Regions from separate parts of the Oryctolagus cuniculus genome. Here region 2 is linked to region 1. Evidence: chromatin contacts called from public Micro-C data. All regions are on one chromosome and are shown on one strand. The core of a region is the stretch at or near the end of the contact, and the rest is flanking DNA. Distances in the headings are between cores, read along the strand shown.

Region 1 (6,160 bases), core at 2,032-4,531:
ATTTAAAAATAGGAGAAATAAGCAAACAAAAAAAACTCCTAGAACTGAGAGTTTAATGAGGTGGCAGAGTATGAGATCAATGTATTAAAATTTGTTGTATTTTTTACATCCTCAGTGGCTACAGACTACCATTTACAGTGGGCCTTCCAACATCAACTATGCATTCTGTTGGGGTAATTCCAACAGAACCTCTACAAGGCAATTGCAAAAGGATGATGAAAATATTAAAGAAGATATAAATCAATGGGAAAATGTTATGTGTTCACAGACTAGAAGATTTGGCATAGGAAAGATGTCAATTCTCCCGAAATTGATCTATCAACTTGACAAAATTCCTATCAAGACCCCCACAAGACTTTTTTGTATACTTAGATAAGATCATTATAAAATTTATGTGGCTAGGCAATGGAATTAGAATAGCTGAAACAATTTTAGAAAAGAGGAATAAAGTGAGAGGAACCACTCTACCTAATTAAAATTTACTATGTAGCCACAGTAATCAAGGCCATATAGATATTTATAGAGGAATAGATGATAGATAAATCAATTGAACAGAATAGAGAAGCCAGAATAAAATCACACTAGCAGAAGCAGTTAATTTTCTTTTTTTAGGATTCATTTTATTTATTTGAAAGGTAGAGTTATGGATGGTTGGAGGAAAGAAAGAGAGAGAGAAAGGTCTTCCATCTGCTGGTTCACTCCCCAAATGGCCACAACAGCCAGGCCAAAGCCAGAGCCAGGAGCCAGGAGCTTCATCTGGGTCTTCCACATGGGTGAAGGGGCCCAAGGACTTGGGCCATCCTCTTCTGCTTTCCCAGGTGCATTAACAAGGAACTGGATCAGAAGTGGAGCAGCCAAGAATCAAACTGGCAGCCATATGGGATGCCGGCGCTGCAGGCAGTGGCTTAACCTGGAAAACCACAGCGCCAGCCCCAGCCAGGTGATTTTTAATGGAGCAAAGGATAGTCAGTGGAAGAATAGTCTTTTATGCAATGGTGCTAGGACAAGCAAACATCTACAGGCAAGAATAAAGAAGGAAGGAAGGAGGAAGGGAAGGAAGGGAGAGAGGGAGGGAGGGAGGGAGGAACTCAATCTATACTTCTTACATAAAAGTAACTCAAAATGGATGATAAGTTTAAGTGTAAACTGTAAAACTTTTAGAAGAAAACATAGGAGAAAATCTTCAGCACCCAGGGCAAAGTGAACAGTTCTCAGACATGACGTTAAAATCATAATCCATAAAAGAAAATAAATCAGTAAGTTGTACTTCATCAAAATTAGATTTTTTTTTGCTCTATGAAAGACCCTGTTAAAAATTGAAAAGGCATGCTATTGAACAGTGTAAATATTTTCAAACCACGTATGCAGCAGATGGCTCATATCTAGAATATTTCAAGAACTCTCAAACTCAGCAGTAGCTGTAAGGTTACCAATTGAGGGATATCTGTGTGTGGTGACAGAACCATTCTGTGTTTTGACGTGGTGGCTGTCACATGAACTTCCACTTGAGAAAGACTGTATAGACGCAGAGGCAAAACTAGTGAAATCTGAACAAGGACTGTGCATTGGACTAATGTCAATTTCCTGGTGTGACATTATTGTAGAATTATGCAAATGTTAGCATCAGAGGAAATAGGATGAAGAATACATAGGTCCTCTCTATTGTTTCACAACTTCCTCTGAGTCTATAGTTATTCCAGAATTAGAAGGTGTTGCCTAGTTGGCCATAGCTGTTGATAGCCCAGTCACAATAACTGACACTCAACTCTCCTTCCACTCCTGACAGTGGATTTTACAGGTGGGCACTGGGGCCTACACCTCAGACTACAGACAAGTACTCAGTGTGTTTCTAAATGACAGCCATTCCTAACCTCCTTGGGCTCCTTCCTCTGACTGCAATCTTTGTCCGTCTCTTTACCTAAAACTGCCTGACATTCCATCAGCAGGCCCTGATGAGCCCCACTTGCTCCAGATTCCTCAGATCCTGCCAGCAATAGCTAGCCGGTCCAAATGAATATTCCATCTTGTACCTTCTAAGGGGTCTCCTTCTGTCATGGGCAGCATGGTATCTCCATCCCTCTAGAATGGTGCCTGACACATAGCAGGGGTCAGAAAATAAATTTATGGGCTGACTATCCACAAAAGGAGAGGATAAGAGAGAAGGAAGCAAAAAGAAAAATAATCTTAAATAAAAATTAAGTCACAGGTGCACAGGTCTCTCCCCAGTAAGAGGGAGGAAGAATCCTTACACATGTATGACCTATAAAAGGCCCATTACAAAGCCTCTGCGGGATGCCCTGTGTGCAGTGATTGATCCTTCCTTAGATTCTTACAAGCACATCAAAGATTGGTCCCTGCATAGTGCATATGCCTCAGTTCTTTTCAAAAGCAAGTATTGAGGCACTTTTTGCCCTGGGCACTGTGCCAGCAAGGGAGTTCCAGAGATGAGCAAAGTCTGCTTCCTGCTCCCAGAAGCTCCCAGTACAGCCGGCAGAGACAAACAGGCAGATCAAATCCAGGCCGACAGGAAGTGTGGGGGAGCAAGATCCCAATCTCGCATGGGGAAAATGGGGCAGGCCCAAGGGTCGTTAGGCAAAGGAGGTGATGGACAGGCTAACAGGCAGATGGTCACCACTGAGCACGTGTTGTGTGCAGACTCTACACTAGGCACCATCCACGTCATCCCACTGAGCTTTCTACAGCCTTAGAAGGTCAGTTTCATTCTTTCCAACTCACCTGACTCCGAAAGAACAGGTAGGGTTAGGCACGAGGCGCAAAGCCAAAGGTGCTCCCTGGCCAGGAGGACCTCATCAGCAAACCCCGGGCAGAAGGACAGTCCACTGGGCGGTCTGCAGGCTGCAAGCCTGAGTTGTTTGCATGACTGGGGTGAAAACGTGTCAGGGATTAAGGCAGGGAAGGAACCAGAGGGCTTTACGGAGTCAGGCCCCAGCAAGCTTTGTGTGCTCTGCCAACAAAAATGCCAACAGCTTTCAGAATAAGCTCAGTGAGAGCCTGGCATTTGCAGGGCCTGGCTGTGGTTATTGCAAATATTTGGATAAAATTGCATTCAGAATGTTTTCAGAAGAGCGTTCGAGCAGCGGTTGGCGCGTGCTCCTGCTCCCGCTCCGTGACATTGCAGGGCATACTCGCTCACGTTAGACAGTTGGCCCTTGCGTTTCTTTGAGCACTTTCCGTGACCGCTGGAGGCCTCTGGGTCTGGCCACGTGGCTGCTTGTGGGCACCCTACCGCTCTCAAACAGTGGACTTGGTTATACACGCCAGCTTCGTTTCCCCACGGGAATTATAACTCTGAGCCACAAGTCCTTTGCTGGCGCACAGAGCTCCTCAGTGGGATTAAACTCTGGTTGCCCACAGAGTAACTCACTCCACTGTCTTCTCCACTGGCCGTCTTCCCACCCCGCTTGGCCCTGTAGGTGTTTTCTGGGACTGCCTTTCATCAACTGCTTGCATTTCAATCTGTGTGTGTTTCTGACAACTCCTCCCCACCCCCCACCCCACCACAGAGGTGTAACAGATTCCAAGGAACTGTTAACAGTGGTTGCCTCCAGGGAAGGGGCAGGGTGAAGATTTTATTTGTCACTGAATATCTCTTCTTTTGGCTTTTGCACCATGTCCGTAGATTTTCTATTTAAAAAATAAAATCATTTTTAAACCTACCCAAAACATGTGCTTTAAATAATTAAAAAGTGAATTGTGATTTTACAACAATACAATCACATGTGCCTTGATCAAATTTTTAACACATTGGAGACCACCAGTGTATTAATGCACGCTGCCAGGCAGACGCTCTTAGATACAGTTATAATTTACCTTTTCAACTAGTTTGGCTCATAACTTTGAATAATTAATAAAAGTGTCACTGATTAGAAAGGGTGTAACTTTGTATGGGTGATTCCTTAAAATTCGGGTCCAGGTACACAGTCTCAATCAATTTGTACAAGTACACTACTATGGTCAACTCAGTCAAACTCAACCAAATTGATGCTGGCAAAATCTAAGTGATCCTTTTCCCTCCCACTGCAGAGTGGTCAGCTGTACAATGGGATAATGTTGTGGCACACCTGTCCTAAGTTGGAATTACTTTTGGTAGGGCTTTTACACATCAGGAATAAAAGTACTTACCTATTGTTAATGATTCCATATTGGAATCAAAATTTCCAACTCCACATTCTGTTTAATTCAAAACATCCTAAATTATCAAGGTAAACTGTTCAAAAATGAGAAAATAAAAAGTAGCTTCTACTGTAAAACTATTGACATGTAATAACTGTACAAATTTATGGGGCACAGTGTGATATTTCAATACTTGTCTATAATGTGTAATGATCAGATCAGGGTTACTGGCACATCTATCACCTCAAACACTTATCATAGTTTGTATTAGGAACATGTAAAATCTTGCCCATCAGTTATTTTAAAATATGGAATTAATTGTTGTCAGTCACAGTTACCTTACGGTAATATAGGACGTAACTTGTCTCTGAGAGTCAAACTTTCTCAACGTTGGGCACCAGAACCGAATGTGGGAATAAGCTGAATGCCAAAGCTGGTACGAAACTATAGCTGCATCCATGACCATGAATGTCAAATGTTCTTACTTTGCAAAACAGCCTCATTGTTCAGAATGGTTGGCTTTATTGTGAGCCAGTGTTATCAATGTGTGCTTATACAGTGCATAGCCACCAGTTGCCAACACTTCTGTTGGTTTCAGAGGTAATAATTATTTGAAAAATGAGTTACATTTCCAAATATCCGAGACCTGTGGTGTGGATGACGGTGTCCAGGGCAGGCTCCTCATCTACCATGGTCAGACACATGTGGGGGAGGCTGGCCACTCACTTGCCATGTGGAGAGGGAAGTAGAGAGAGACAGCCTATAGTCAGGACAACCAGATGGGAGGTGGCCGGGACCACGCAGAGGTAGACTTGGCATCACAACTTAGTGGGAGGAGTTGATGTCTTGGGTGTGGAGGCCAAAGCCTGGGGAAAAGATACAGAACAAGAAGAGAGGTTGGTCAAGGCTAGAGCCTGAGAAGTACCAGGTGGAGCCACCCTTGGCCACTGTGCCCGCGCTCCCCTCCTAACTAGAGCACACTCTGAGGAGTAAGACTTGGAATCTCCCCCAGGGCCCACAAGAAAATACAGCATACAGCATACAGCAGCTGCTCTGCCAATGCTTCCGCATTAACTGACTTGTTTATTCCAGACAGCAGGGGATGACACCACAAGAATCCCATTTAAACAAGTATGTCAAAATTCCCATATTTTAGCCAAATGCATTTAAATATCGACCTGTGCAGAATTAGCAGCTGTCATCCACTTCTAGATTCACAATGCTCTTTTTGGAAAAGGTGTACACAGTCTAGCTAGCTTTAAGTGGCATCTTTTATCACAAAGCAAGGAAGAGGTGCATGAACCGGGCCCTCCTGGGTGGATCTGGTGAACAGCCCTCAGGGCTAGGGGTCCACAAGAAGGAGACTAAGGAACTTCGTTTTCAGGGACTCCTGCTTGCAATTGCAGAGCCCTCTGCCTAGTTTCACATTTGTATTATTTTTCTTAAAGAAAGTGTCTCCAAATCCAATAGGCTTGAAAGCCCCCAAACCAAAGCCAGGCCTGGCCACCAGCAGATTCTGAGGCACTTTTGTCCCACTGCCGCCTCCTTGGACTCTGTTTCCCTGACTCACTCGGCTGCAGCCACGGGCCTCCTTGCTCTCTGAACGTGCTCGGCACGAGGGCCTTCACCTTGGCTGTTCTCTCTGCCAGGTCACCCCCTCCTGGGTGTTCCCCTTCTTCAGCCTATGCTGAAGAAGCACCTTCTCAATGCAGCCTGTTCTGACCTCCCTGTTTAAGTGAACCCCACTGCTCCCCCAACCCTGCACCCACTCCTGCCCTCCCTACCCTGCCATGTATCCTCATAATTCACCATCACTAACACACTGCAGGCCTCGTTATTGGGAGCAGGTGTTGGCATAACAGCTCAGGGGCTTGGGTCCTTGCCACCTGCCTGGAATACCCGGATTGAGTCCCAGCTGCAATCCTGGCTTCAGCTTGACCCAGTACTGGCAGTCGTGGCGTTTGGGGAGTGAACCGTCACGTGAAAGATCTCTCCATCTTTCAAAATAAAAAATCTCACTATTATT
Region 2 (6,160 bases), core at 2,380-4,879, 150 kb before region 1:
GGTGCACACCACGAGAGGGTGTGCATTTGGTTCTGCCCAGCTCCAAGCTGGGACCACGTGCTCATGCCAAAATTTGGAACCAGGGCCTCGATCACTGTGAGTAGTATGATCACGTAAGCAGGGGCAATTTTGTAGGGGGTGTACAATCAGCTTGAGAATTCGGAACATTCCTGTGCACCCAGTATTACAGCTGATGGCTTGGTGCTAAGGCTCAGGGCAGCGACACCTCCCAACCACCACCGAAAACTGTGTCCCAAGGGGAAGGTGCAGGTGGGGCCCCAGTCAGTAGCGAGGGCAGCGGGCGTGGAAAAGGATGTCCAAGATGAGCTCCGCTCCGTGAGCCAAGACACTTCTTCTAGGCAAGGAAAACAGGCAGGAAGGGAGCCCCCGGAGGAGACGCCACACAAGGCTTCCTCCGTCCTCCTCCCAGTTCTGAGCCTCATGCGGGCTCTGGCAGAGCAGTCCGAGAAGGTGCTGGTGCAGGATCCTGGCCAGGGCATCACCCTGAGGGCGATCACAAACAAATCTCTCCCATCCCCAAGCAGCACTTCCCTTATCTACAGGGTGACTGCTGTACTCCCTTTAACCCAGGAATCTGGTTTTCCCAGGCAGAACAGGAGGAAGGCGTGGGTCTCAGAGGTAGGCTGATGGGCAGGCTCCCACGTCCTCCTGCTCAGCAGCCAGAGCATGGGGCGCTGGCCCCGGTGGGCAGGAGCACCCCACACCGTGCCTTGAGCTCTGATGTTTGCAGCCCGTCAGCCCTGCTCGTCTCAATCGCAGTAGCCTCCTGCAGCCTAAGAGCTTAGAGTTCATGGAGGTTTATGTTTCAATCAGATCAATCCTAACTATATTTCCACATGTCGCTGAAACCACACAACTTGACTGTATTTAGGAGGTACCCATTGGTCCCCAGATCTAAGTTTCACTGTTCAGAGGGAAGGTGCTTACGGAGGTAAACTTTAGATGTGTAACAGAGAAATTAATTCCCAATTCTCAACTAGTGGAATCTGAATTGACCAGTCTGATTATAATCATAATTGTTATTGCAGGTTATGAAATTACCTTCTCTGTCTGTCTATCTATCCATGCATGCATGTACACACAAATTCTCTTCCCTGTTGGTTTGGCAAGAGTTGTCCTGGAGTTCATCTTGAAAAACAAGAACATCCACCTAATAATAGCCCACTCCGAACCCACGAGTTGCACTCTTAATTCTGTAAAAGGTTTGGCACAAGCTAAAGCAGCAAGACACATTTCATTTTCTGCCAGCAATACCTTCGTGTCTTCACACAACGAGCGTGCAAATCATTTCTCCTCTATTTTGTAAGCTCGCTACCAAGCCTCCTAGGATATTTCAGAGACCAAAAGCTTGCCAAGCAGATGGTGAAAACCACCAAGGAAAACGTGTGGCGCACCCTGCACACTGAGGCTGAGTATACTGCTCACCAGCGAGGGGAGAGGGAAAGAGCTGTCAGTCGGAGATGTGGAGCCCCCAGGGGCCCTGTGCGCACAAGGCAATTACTTCTGCAACCATTTCTACCCGGCTCCATGAGTCAGGAATGTGGTCTCCTCCAAGCTCATGTATGCAACCGAATTTTGATTCACATAGCCCAAGGATGCATGAATCAAACAGCGCTGCAGGGCAATGTATGCGCTGGAATTCCTCCCCACCTCTTTCCTTAGATGCAGTTCTCAGTCTAGATGGCTAACAAAGGTAAGAGGCACCTGTGTTGCAGCTTCATAGTCACTGACCCTGAAGTGCAGCACCACACCCCCCCAGGCCTGCTCAAGATTAGGCTCACCTCCCTCAGCTTGTACCCAACCCACAAATTTTCCAATCATTTAGCAAAACCAAAAAATTGAAATGTTATATATCAGTTTCAGGTCCGAAAATGCTGCAGGCTTGGTAAAGCGAGATGCTGGCCAGCAGACCTCCACATCGGCCCTTTGCTTTCTCATCTCTCTTTCTCTCTCTTTTTTTAATTTCTTTGACAGAGTTAGACAGTGAGAGAGAGGGAGACAGAGAGAAAGGTCTTCCTTCCATTGGTTCACCCCCAAATGGCCACCACAGCCGGAGCTACTCCGATCCAAAGCCAGGAGCCAGGTGCTTCTTCCTGGTCTCCCAAGCTCTTGGGCCATCCTCCACTGCTTTTCCAGGCCACAGCAGAGAGCTGGACTGGAAGAGGAGCAACCGGGACTAGAACCCAGTGCCCATATGGGATGCTGGCGCTGCAGGTGGAGGATTAGCCAAGTGAGCCACGGCGCCGGCCCTGCTTTCTCATCTCTTAATGATCTTACCCAATAATCAGTGTTAAAGATATCTGTACTCAGCACAGGAGAGTAGAAACACCGTAAACCTTCAAATCTCTTTTTTGGTACATGGCTTACCTTATCTGAACTGTGTAGACATGATCGATGGATTTGGGTTCCCACTCCAGAATTGTCTTGAAATTCGTTGACTTCCAAGTTAGATTATATGCTCTACCTGTAGTGTCTGAACAACACAGGGACCGCTATTATTACATGCGCTTCCCAGCACACGGGTCTCACTTTCCCATCCTCCCATCACCATACACTGCACATAATTGTTTTCAACCGCAAAAGCTCCCCTACTGAATTATCAAGAGGAAAAAAAAAAAATCAACATCCAGCCTGTAATCCACGGCTCTTGAACCCCTTGTTTGAAAGTGTCCCTGGGGAAAGCCTTGCACCGGCCAGGAGCCATCCAGGGTGTCTGGGACCCAGCTGGGGAAAAGCAAGGCTTAGGTTCAACTCAGCAGGGAAGACCAAGTAGGAGGGGGTTTCACCGAGTTGCAGACAAGGGCGAATCGCACACGTGGCGAAGGGCTACATGGGAAAACCGAGTCTGTCTACACCACCTCTACACTGAAACACCCAGATACCAAGGTGGTTTTATGGCCCTGTCCCCGCGGCATTTTTCGATTAGGAATGTTTTATCATGAAGACCTTTTTCCAACACTCAGAAGCTTCCTGTGTGTCCCCCTACCCCCGCCCTGAACAAGTACTGGGCATATAGGGGGTGCACGACATGGTGCCTGCTCCTGTTCACGCCTCATTTTACAACAGCACCAGCTCTACCCAAATCTAAATCCACAACGACCAAGCACAGACCGGGGCCCCTCTTCATTAGGGGAGATGCACATGGAATGAAATAGTTAAAACCCAAACTAAGGCAAGCGACCCGTGCAGATGCCGGCCCATGTCCATCCCTCCACCCCCAAGGTTACAACTCGGTGGAAAGTTCTAGCCCCAAAGCAGGAGTCAACAGGAGACTTAAGCAACCGCGCTCCAGCAGAAGGGGCAGCGGCGCTGGGGCTCCAGCCACCTCCCGCGCAGCTCCCACCTGCGCACCGCGAGGCCCAAGTTCATTCAAACCCGCGGCCGAGCCCCCGGAGCCAGGGCGAGCCCGCGGCCACCCAGAACCGTCTCCTCCGTCCCGCGGGCAGCGCGTCCCGGGCTTCCGCCGGTGGGGGCCACTCACCTGCGGCGCGGGCCACCTGGGCAAGCAACCAGCCGAGCAGCACCGTATAAGGAACAGCGGTCCCGGGACGCGGGATCTGGAGCCGGGTCGGGGGCGCCATGTCCAAAGGCCCACAAGGAGTGCGGATGGATTCTGCCGAGCCTGGGAGTCTGCGGAGGGTGGGCTGCAAGCGACCAGAGGCAGCCAGGGATCTACGGTTCTGCTGGAGCCCGTGCGGGGCGAGCTTTAAAGGGCCGCGCGCGACGCCGAGAGCCACGACCCGCCCCGAGCCGCCCCCGCCTCCGCCCCTGCTCCGGCCTCCCCGCCCCCCGGCGGTCACTACCGTCGCGGTGGGCGGCCCGCGCGAGTCCACACCCCTGCCCCGCCTCCTCTGCCTCGTAGGAAACTCCCAGACCCTGCAAGGGGTGATTCAACGCTGATTCAACCGCACCGCCGCGCGCCAAGTTGCTGTCGGCTGCAGGCGGGCCCAGGTGCTGTGAGGCTCGGCCCCCGAAGGCCCCTTGTGCCCGGGGCCCCCAGGCCAGGGAGGCCCGCGACGCTCAGCCTGGGCGGCCGGCAGGCCTACGGGGAAGAAGGAGCTCGTGAGTTGCAGGGAAGGGGCGCCCCTTCCACAGGGGGATAAAGGGCTGCGGGGCCGGCGGGAGCGCGGCGCTCGCCACCTGGAGCCTGGACGCTGGGCTCCGCTCCGGGGCATTTCCCGGGCCGTTTGCTCCCGGGCCAGGGTTGGGAGCCACAGCCCGGCAGCGGCTTGCCTGTGAGCAGGGCCCCTCCCGTCTGCGGCTTTCTTTTGCACCCCGAGGGGCTAGGGCACCTGGTTTGTCTACCTTACAGGGCGCTCGGCGCCAGCCGCGTCGTGCCGACCTGGGTGCCCGCCGCCGGTGTGGACCCGAACGACCCAGGGCCCACGGGTCTGAAGGTCACTTGGCCCCGGCATCCCTCGGTCCGAGGAGGAGCCGTCTCCCAGCTGGCACTTTGCCCCTGGGAGGATTCCAGCGTGACATCTGCGGCCCTGCGGTTCCAGAAAGGATGGTTCTCACACTGGAGAAGACATCCGTGGGACTGAATGAGTTCCACCCGAGTGCGGAAAGGCCGAAAAGGAAATTCAGAAATGTCATCAGACTTCCCCACCGCGCGCGCTAAGCCAGAGGTTTGCGGAATTACTCCCTGGCTTCCCCTTGTGGGCTTGCTGTGAAGTGGTCACGCGTGGAATGTCCGCGCTCACCTGTGCAGTGCACCGCGCGCTGCCCTGGCAAAGCCTCGCCCAATTCATTTGTTGTGTGGGCGACATCACTGCAGAGTTTTCAGGGCGAGAAGATGATGGGTTTTCTGTCTCATCCTCCCGGGAAGTGAATTGACACTTTTAGTGCGTACCAGGGGTCTTCAAACACTTCATGGAAATAAGCGGGGGCGGGGGGTGGAGGGGTGGGGGGCTGGGGAGCACTATGCACAGATTTCCAAAAGGATCTTGCACCCAAATAAAATTTTCTTTTGAATTCCATTTTCTACAAACTTTTTGAACTACCCGCATGCTGTATCCACATCTCCACATAGGCTGCTGGGCCTTAGGGTTGCATTCCTCTTAAAAGAAACAAAAGTTGGCACAGTTTTTATGTTCTGCCTTTGCCTGACCTGAAATAGCACATCCAGGGCCAGCCCTTGCCGTCCTTCCGTCCATGCAGGGGAAACCTGGCTGGCTGGTTTCCTCTCTCAGTTCTCTCCTAGCTCAAAAACCCACAAAGTATACGTTTGCAAAACTGAGTGGTGCAACCCCTCTTCTTGCCCCCTCTGGCCTGAGTCATTTTCCCTAACAGATCTTCAGCCCTGCCTGGGGTGTGATTCTTTGCTCCTTGGGGCTGAAGATAGCTGAAAGAGAAGCTTACATTGCTGAGATAATGAAATAATAACCATCTGTAGTATAGGACCCAAGGACTCGGGCTGCCTCTGCAGAGTAATTCCATTTGGAGTCTCTGACTGGCTTGAAATTTTGTGGGGTTCTTTGCACTACCAGGAACAGCCTTTTTTTTTTTTTTAACTTTTATTTAATGAATATAGATTTCCAAAGTACAGCTTATGGATTACATTGGCTCCCCCCCAATTACTTCCCTCTCACCCGCAACCCTCCCCTTTCCCACTCCCTCTCCCCTTCCATTCTTATCAAGATTCATTTTCAATTATCTTTATATACAGAAGATCCATTTAGTATACATTAAGTAAAGATTTCAACAGTTTGCACCCACATAGAAACACAAAGTGAAAAATACTGTTTGAGTACTTGTTATAGCATTAAATCTCAATGTACAGCACATTAAGGACAGAGATCCTACATGAGGAGTAAGTGCACAGTGACTCCTGTTGTTGACTTTACAAATTGACACTCCTGTCTATGGCATCAGTAATCTCCCTATGCTCCAGTTATGAGTTTCCAAGGCTATGGAAGCCCTCTGAGTTCTCCGACTCTTATCTTGTTTAGACAAGGTCATAGTCAAAAGGAACAGCCATTTGATAAGAAAAATATGCTTACTGTTCGATTGTGACACAAGAGGTGTCTTTGATGTTGAGAAATTAAATATTTTGCAAATTGACAAGATTGTCAGGGAGGAATTTGTTGGGTGTTTGTGTCAGTTTGGGGATAAATACTTAGTGACATTCTTGAAGCCT

Evidence for each region. A called contact is a pair of places that touch in the nucleus more often than the background predicts.
Region 2: a contact with region 1 is called in a Micro-C map of ear pinna, with 2.7 times the contacts expected there. The contact joins the promoter of F3 here to the enhancer-like site in region 1. A contact is called at or near these places in 2 of 6 Hi-C or Micro-C datasets (ear pinna and skin fibroblasts).

The regions. Positions count from the first base shown.
Region 1 is chr7:76,005,877-76,012,036 of mOryCun1.1, reverse strand. No RefSeq gene overlaps it. Among named protein-coding and RNA genes, the nearest start is that of SLC44A3, 120 kb to the right of the region's middle. Within about 2 kb of position 3,281, at least 2 of the 8 cell types and tissues checked have an H3K27ac peak or open chromatin away from gene starts, as enhancers often do. A contact at or near this core is called in ear pinna, where this site is marked.
Region 2 is chr7:76,153,166-76,159,325 of mOryCun1.1, reverse strand. It overlaps F3 (coagulation factor III, tissue factor), which reads right to left and starts at 3,629. Exons shown (of 6, transcript NM_001082291.1): 1 at 3,503-3,629; 2 at 2,389-2,494. The coding sequence starts at 3,602. It overlaps LOC138850597 (a long non-coding RNA gene), which reads left to right and starts at 3,905. Exons shown (of 2, transcript XR_011390566.1): 1 at 3,905-4,083; 2 at 4,334-4,570.